Linked DNA regions of Rattus norvegicus: region 2 is linked to region 1. Evidence: chromatin contacts called from public Hi-C data. All regions are on one chromosome and are shown on one strand. The core of a region is the stretch at or near the end of the contact, and the rest is flanking DNA. Distances in the headings are between cores, read along the strand shown. Region 1 overlaps Igsf11 (immunoglobulin superfamily, member 11). Region 2 holds the start of Igsf11 (immunoglobulin superfamily, member 11).

Region 1 (3,371 bases), core at 271-2,770:
AGCCCTCCTCTTGAGAGCTGCATTAAAATTGCATTTTAATTTCCATGCATGTGTATGTGACCCTGAAAGTGAACGTATAGGTTTGTTTGGGTTTCTGCCTGTGCATGTGCAGAGGCCCAAAGAGTGCCTTGGGGCTCTTGGAACTGGTGTTACAGGTATTTGGGGGGGATGCTTGACTTGTTATGTGGATACTGGGATCTGAACTACTGTTGTCACTATTGTGCAAGCAAGCACTATTAGCTGCTGGGCCATTTCTGTAGCCCCAAGAACTACTTCTCAACAAAACTGTGTTCACATTCCTTCCTGTAATATTGGTTTCTAACCCAATAAACTGTTCACTCTCCTTCCTGTTCTGCCGGTACCTAACCTAAGAAACTGTTCATCCTCTGCGTTCTGAGATTGCACATCCGTACTTTTGTTGGAAGCTTCGTAATTGTTAACTAGGTGTAAGCTACTTTGCACCCAGTGACTGCTATCTGGCTAAACCTCTTAAACTCCTGACAACTCTGAAGAGCCAAGAAATTGGGGGAGGATTACACTAGAGTGTGGTGAGGATGTTCCGAGTTGGTTTAGGGAATCTGATAATGTGCACATGCTGAGGGGAAGGTGCAACTGATATCTGAGTCTGCCACTACTTCTGGTCCAACTAGCAAAATGTCTGTGGAGGGGAGACAGAGAGAAGACATTCAAATTTCAGGGAAGGGACATAGTAAGTCATCATGGTACCTTGGACCTGGTAATGTTCTCCCATTTTCCTCACAGTTAGGAGAGTCATTTTAGCGCACAATGCCTTTTCATCGTGACTAGCATTGGACAGTTCTTACTCTTAATCATCACCTATTCTGCTGCTAAATTTCTGAGAAAAAACTATGTATAACAGCTATATAGATGGTTCTGTCTGTCCAGCCTTGTATGTCTCCAGTTCTTTTCCTTCCTTGCTTTTCCTTTTCATGCCAAAGGAAATCCCCCACCCCACCATCTGTCTGCAGCAGTTGGCAGGGTTGGGTAACTGGAATGGGAGCCCACAGACTGTAGGATCAAAGTCCACAGGGTTGACTCTCTTGTGCTCGCTTAACTCAGGTTTGTCTCTGCAGCATGGGGCGGGAGGGGGGGGGTCTCAGGAAATGTGCGATTTCTTTTCAACCACTGCCTGGATTCAGTTTTGTGAACTTTTTTACCACCACAAACTTAGGCATTAGTTCCCTCCCTGCCTACAGCTGAAAGGAATTCACTATACTCAAAAGTTAAGTGCAGAAAAAAATTTTAGAAAAGAAACATTAAAAAACGAATGTTAGCAGGAAACAGATAAATCTAAACCTCTTGAATGAATATTCATTGTATAAATGCATTTGACACATATGGTTTCTATTATTATTAATTATTATTGTTATTGTTTTATTTCTACCCATTTCTTGCCTCTGTGGTTGATTCTGTGGTTGCTACGGGGAAGGTTATAAGAAAGGAGGTCATAATGAGACAGGTTCTCTGGGACTGAGACAGCAAGAACACACCGTCCCTGTACCAGCTCCCTGCTCTCTGCCCTCACAGGCAGATTGGCCCTCAGCCCTGTTGGCCTCCTGCTGAGGGGAAGGTGCTTGATGCTGCATTTTAAAGCTCACACAGAGGAGGCATTTTAAGCGTTATCACTTTTCATTATTCGGTTGCTATCCCAGGGTGGAAGGATACAAGAATGAACTGTTAGTCTGGGCCGTTTTTATTTTATGTGGGTGTTTTGTTCCTTCTGTCTTATTTGTGTATTTACATTTTTTATTTTATTTTATTTTATTTTTGCACAGATACGAGGGAGGGAGAGAAAGCTTAGAGACAGGACCTGATGTAGAACAGTTGGGATTCGGTTAATCTGCTTAGAAACAGCACTAATCGGTATATCATCAGATCCCTGGGCAACAGTGCCCCCACCGCTTCTCCTCACCCTGCTCCTCCTCACTCTGCTCCTCCTCACCCTGCTTCTCCCCACTCTGCTCCTCCTCACTCTGCTCCTCCCCACTCTGCTCCTCCTCACCCTGCTCCTCCTCACCCTGCTCCTCCTCACCCTGCTCCTCCTCACTCTGTTCCTCCTCACCCTGCTTCTCCCCACTCTGCTCCTCCTCACTCTGCTCCTCCTCACTCTGCTCCTCCTCACTCTGCTCCTCCTCACCCTGCTCCTCCTCACCCTGCTCCTCCCCACTCTGCTCCTCCTCACTCTGCTCCTCCCCACTCTGCTCCTCCCCACTCTGCTCCTCCCCACTCTGCTCCTCCCCACTCTGCTCCTCCTCACTCTGCTCCTCCTCACCCTGCTCCTCCTCACTCTGCTCCTCCTCACTCTGCTCCTCCCCACTCTGCTCCTCCCCACTCTGCTTCTCCTCACTCTGCTCCTCCTCACTCTGCTCCTCCCCACTCTGCTCCTCCCCACTCTGCTCCTCCCCACTCTGCTCCTCCTCACTCTGCTCCTCCTCACCCTGCTCCTCCTCACCCTGCTCCTCCTCACTCTGCTCCTCCTCACCCTGCTCCTCCTCACCCTGCTCCTCCTCACCCTGCTCCTCCTCACTCTGCTCCTCCTCACCCTGCTCCTCCTCACCCTGCTCCTCCTCACTCTGCTCCTCCTCACTCTGCTCCTCCTCACCCTGCTCCTCCTCACCCTGCTCCTCCTCACTCTGCTCCTCCCCACTCTGCTCCTCCTCACCCTGCTCCTCCTCACCCTGCTCCTCCTCACCCTGCTCCTCCTCACTCTGCTCCTCCCCACTCTGCTCCTCCCCACTCTGCTCTTCCCCACTCTGCTCTTCCCCACCCTGCTCCTCCCCACCCTGCTCCTCCCCACTCTGCTCCTCCTCATTCTGCTCCTCCCCACTCTGCTCCTCCCCACTCTGCTCCTCCTCACTCTGCTCCTCCCCACTCTGCTCCTCCCCACCCTGCTCCTCCTCACTCTGCTCCTCCTCACTCCACGCTCCTCCCCACTCTGCTCCTCCCCACTCTGCTCCTCCCCACTCTGCTCCTCCCCACTCTGCTCCTCCTCACTCTGCTCCTCCCCACTCTGCTCCTCCTCATTCTGCTCCTCCCCACTCTGCTCCTCCCCACTCTGCTCCTCCTCACTCTGCTCCTCCTCACCCTGCTCCTCCTCACCCTGCTCCTCACCCTGCTCCTCCTCACTCTGCTCCTCCTCACCCTGCTCCTCCCCACTCTGCTCCTCCTCACCCTGCTCCTCCTCACCCTGCTCCTCCTCACCCTGCTCCTCCTCACTCTGCTCCTCCTCACTCTGCTCCTCCCCACTCTGCTCCTCCTCACCCTGCTCCTCCCCACTCTGCTCCTCCTCACTCTGCTCCTCCCCACCCTGCTCCTCCTCACTCTGCTCCTCCCCACTCTGCTCCTCCCCA
Region 2 (3,208 bases), core at 217-2,716, 94 kb before region 1:
CTGCATTTGTATCTGCTTGTCTTAGTATCTCTCTGGCTCATCCTGTAGCTGCCTCTGTTCCCTTAGATCTGTGAAGCTCCTTATACAATTCACATTGTATCCTTATATTTTGGCATAGTTGATAAATTATATATTTTCTAACCCATGTTTTTAGAGTCTTTTCCCACAGCCTTAAGGGCTGTCCTGAAGGACCCAGAGTTTACCATTTAGCCAAACCTTTGACTCCCGGACTCATGCTATCTCTGATTATCACAGAGTCATTAATGTTAACAGGGAAGGAATGTAAAATATGTACATTATTATACAAACAAGCCCTACGCCCACAGCAGCCACAAAGCTTGTGAAGGCCTATGCCTGCTGGTCCTGTTCCAAGGGCAGGAACCTTGTCGTTCTGTCCTCACCAAGGCCATGCTGGACTGACAAATTGTATATACAGCACATGTGAGCTTGGTTCCTTCAGAGGTCAGAAGAGGGCACTGGATCACAGATGGTTGTGAGTCATCAAATGGATTCTGGGAACAGAACTCAGGTCTTCTGCAAGAGCCAGTGCTCTTTACCTCTGAGCCCTCTCTCAAGGCTCCAGTGATGGGCATTTTCAAACTTTCCCTTTTTCTCTTCAAAATATAACATTTTAATATTTAAAATAGTTTTTATAATTCTACTGTCTTGATATTTATTTTTTGTTTTCCCTACACAGCCTTAAAAATCATTGTGCAAATATATCTCTTTTTAAAAAATATTTTCTATATTTGCCTTGCTTCTGAGAATACTATTGTTTCCAGTTGTCCTGGCAAAATTGGCTCTGTGAGGTGTGGGGGTCTTAGAATTCTGAAGGGCTATAGGAGTTCTACTCTATGTTCTTCAGAATCTGATCACATGGCTGGGAAGTTCTTGGGCCTGTAGGTCCTCAAATCTTGAAGGCTCAGTGTGGGTGTGGAAGCATATCTGTCTGCCCTGTCACCCGTCCGTCTGTCTGTCCGTCCGTCCATCCATCCATCCATCCATCCATCCATCCATCCATGCATGGAGATACAACCCTCAATCTGTTTTTTTGCTGTTGTTTGTATATGGTTTCAGGGCTGACGACTCTGCATTGGACTACCGATAAGGGGACTCATCCCTTGGAGAGGCTAGGTCTGCTAAAAGTCTACAGGTCTCCTAAGAGACTCCCAAGATTCTTTCAGGTAGATTAAATGGGTTTCAGGAGAGGCTAAAATGGCCAGAGTAGGGACTGTTTGAAAACTGCAGCCGAGAAAGTTGGATCTAAGGGAAGCCGCTTTGGGTTTTAGGTCCAACCTGACCTTGCAGAGTTCGTGGGGACCAGAGCAGGTGGCCTGGCCGCGCCAGCAGCCATGAGTTCTGTGCGTTCTGCGGGTGGCCGCCAGGCGTCGCGCTGGAGCCGCGGTTGCCCTGGAGACCGCTCGGCGAGTGGGCAGGCGGTGCGGAGCCCCCGGCTGGGGAAGAGCTGGCGGGAGCTGGGGGGAGTGGCTGCGGCGGCTAGTGGTGGCCGCGGCGGCCGGCGAGCCCGGGACGCCCGAGCCTGCCCCGAGCCTCAGCGGAGCGGAGTGGCCTTGGCGCTCCCGTGCCCCGCTCGGTCCCCGCTGCACCCCGCCGCCCAGGAGCTCGGCGGACGGCGGCTCCCGCGGCGGCCCCGGCATGACTCGGCGGCGCTCCGCTCTGGCGTCCTGGCTGCTCTTGTCGCTGCTCGGTGAGTAACCCAGCTTGTCCAGCCGCGTGGGGGTCCGAGCCCCGCTGGCGCCCGCAGGAGCTGGGAACCGGCTGCCCCGGGACGGTGGTGGAGGCCAGAGTCGCCCAGGTGTCCCCGAGCTCTGTAACCCCTGCGCCGCTCTTGGCCGCCACTTCCCGGAACGAACTCCGGCTGCCTGCCGGGCCACTTAGAAATAGTGTTTGCTTACCCTTACTAGAGGGCTCCAGGAAAACTTTATAGCTTTACCCCAGCCTTGAAGGAGATTGCGATTTTTAAAGAATTAAATTGATTAAAAATACTTTTGCAGTTTTTAACTTGTAACTTCATTATAACCTTTAAAACATACGCAGGGGTAAAATTTCGTTTTTATTTTAAATGCTCGATTACATCCGAAAGCAAAGTTTATTAACTCTGTTAGTTTCGTAACCAGAGGGTGTAAGTTGCCTCATAAAAATACATAGAATGTAGCAGTTCGAGGGAGCGTTTGAAAGCAGTTGTTTATTCAAACTTAATTTCTTCAGTTTTTCTTACATTTTATTTCTCCCCAATAGCCATCGTTGTAGGCTCTGAATATCCTTCTGTACAATCCGGCCTTTGTGTGTGCATTGTTCTATGGAATCAAGTTTTTTGTCTTAGGAACTGGTCGCTGAGGTTTACTGAAATAGAAGGCTTTTATTTATAAAGCAAGTTCAGTGACGGAGATGGCTGTGGTTAACTGTATTTCTCTCTAGATATCTTTGTAGGTTTCCAGTCACTTTTCATGGCCTTACTTGAATAAACAATGTTTTAATTTTGAAGTAGCCCAGTTTTCGATCGTTCGCCTAGTATAGAGGAAACATAGCAAACTGGCCTGTTAACCTTCTTTGAAGATGCCACGGTCAGAGTTTTGACTTCCTGGAGTTCAGTAGGCGTATTTTTTTAGTGATGATAAGCTAATAATAATCAAGTCGCATACCGATGAGTGCGTTTATGCACTTGAACTTCCAAACTGAACTTGTCGTTTACTACTTCAGCAGGCCTCTGTCTCCCTGTCCTTCTGCCAGAGGCAAAGTAAGTGAATTCATAGACTTTTCCTCAAATCCTTGAACACAGCTGAAACCTCATAAGCGTTGTTGTGAGAACAGCAAATGTTTTTGATAGAGAAATCCATCGTTAAACTTTGTTGGCGGAGAGAGTTTGTGTTTTGAATTTATTAGGCCTCCCTTTTAACAGGTGATTTTTGTTTCTAGAGTTTGCTTTGGGTCGAACTGTTTCTACACAATCCTAGAACGATTCTGGGGACTTCCAAGGTCATTCCAATCTTTGGGATGGTCTGTTCTGTAGAGCCACTTTTAACTCTCAAAAAAACAAAACAAAACAAAAACCAAAACCAAAAACCAAACAAAAGAAAAAACAAAAAACAAAACAAAAAGCTTGTCCTTCTGGTCAAGAGATGTTTCCTTTGCTGCCATTGGGTGCATTTGGGCATCAGGTGGGTGGGTGGGTGGGGCAGGGAGACGG

What was found. Hi-C and Micro-C count contacts between places; a contact is called where the count stands out from the background.
Region 2: a Hi-C map of kidney shows a contact between it and region 1, with 2.0 times the contacts expected there. The contact joins the promoter of Igsf11 here to the enhancer-like site in region 1. A contact is called at or near these places in 3 of 12 Hi-C or Micro-C datasets (hepatocytes, kidney and liver).

Annotation. Positions count from the first base shown.
Region 1 is chr11:75,278,525-75,281,895 of GRCr8, reverse strand. The region is part of intron 1 of Igsf11 (immunoglobulin superfamily, member 11); the gene reads left to right. Among named protein-coding and RNA genes, the nearest start is that of Igsf11, 94 kb to the left of the region's middle. Within about 2 kb of position 1,520, at least 1 of the 93 cell types and tissues checked has an H3K27ac peak or open chromatin away from gene starts, as enhancers often do. A contact at or near this core is called in kidney, where this site is marked.
Region 2 is chr11:75,372,162-75,375,369 of GRCr8, reverse strand. Igsf11 (immunoglobulin superfamily, member 11) reads left to right here and starts at 1,466. Exons shown (of 7, transcript NM_001013120.1): 1 at 1,466-1,708. The coding sequence starts at 1,657.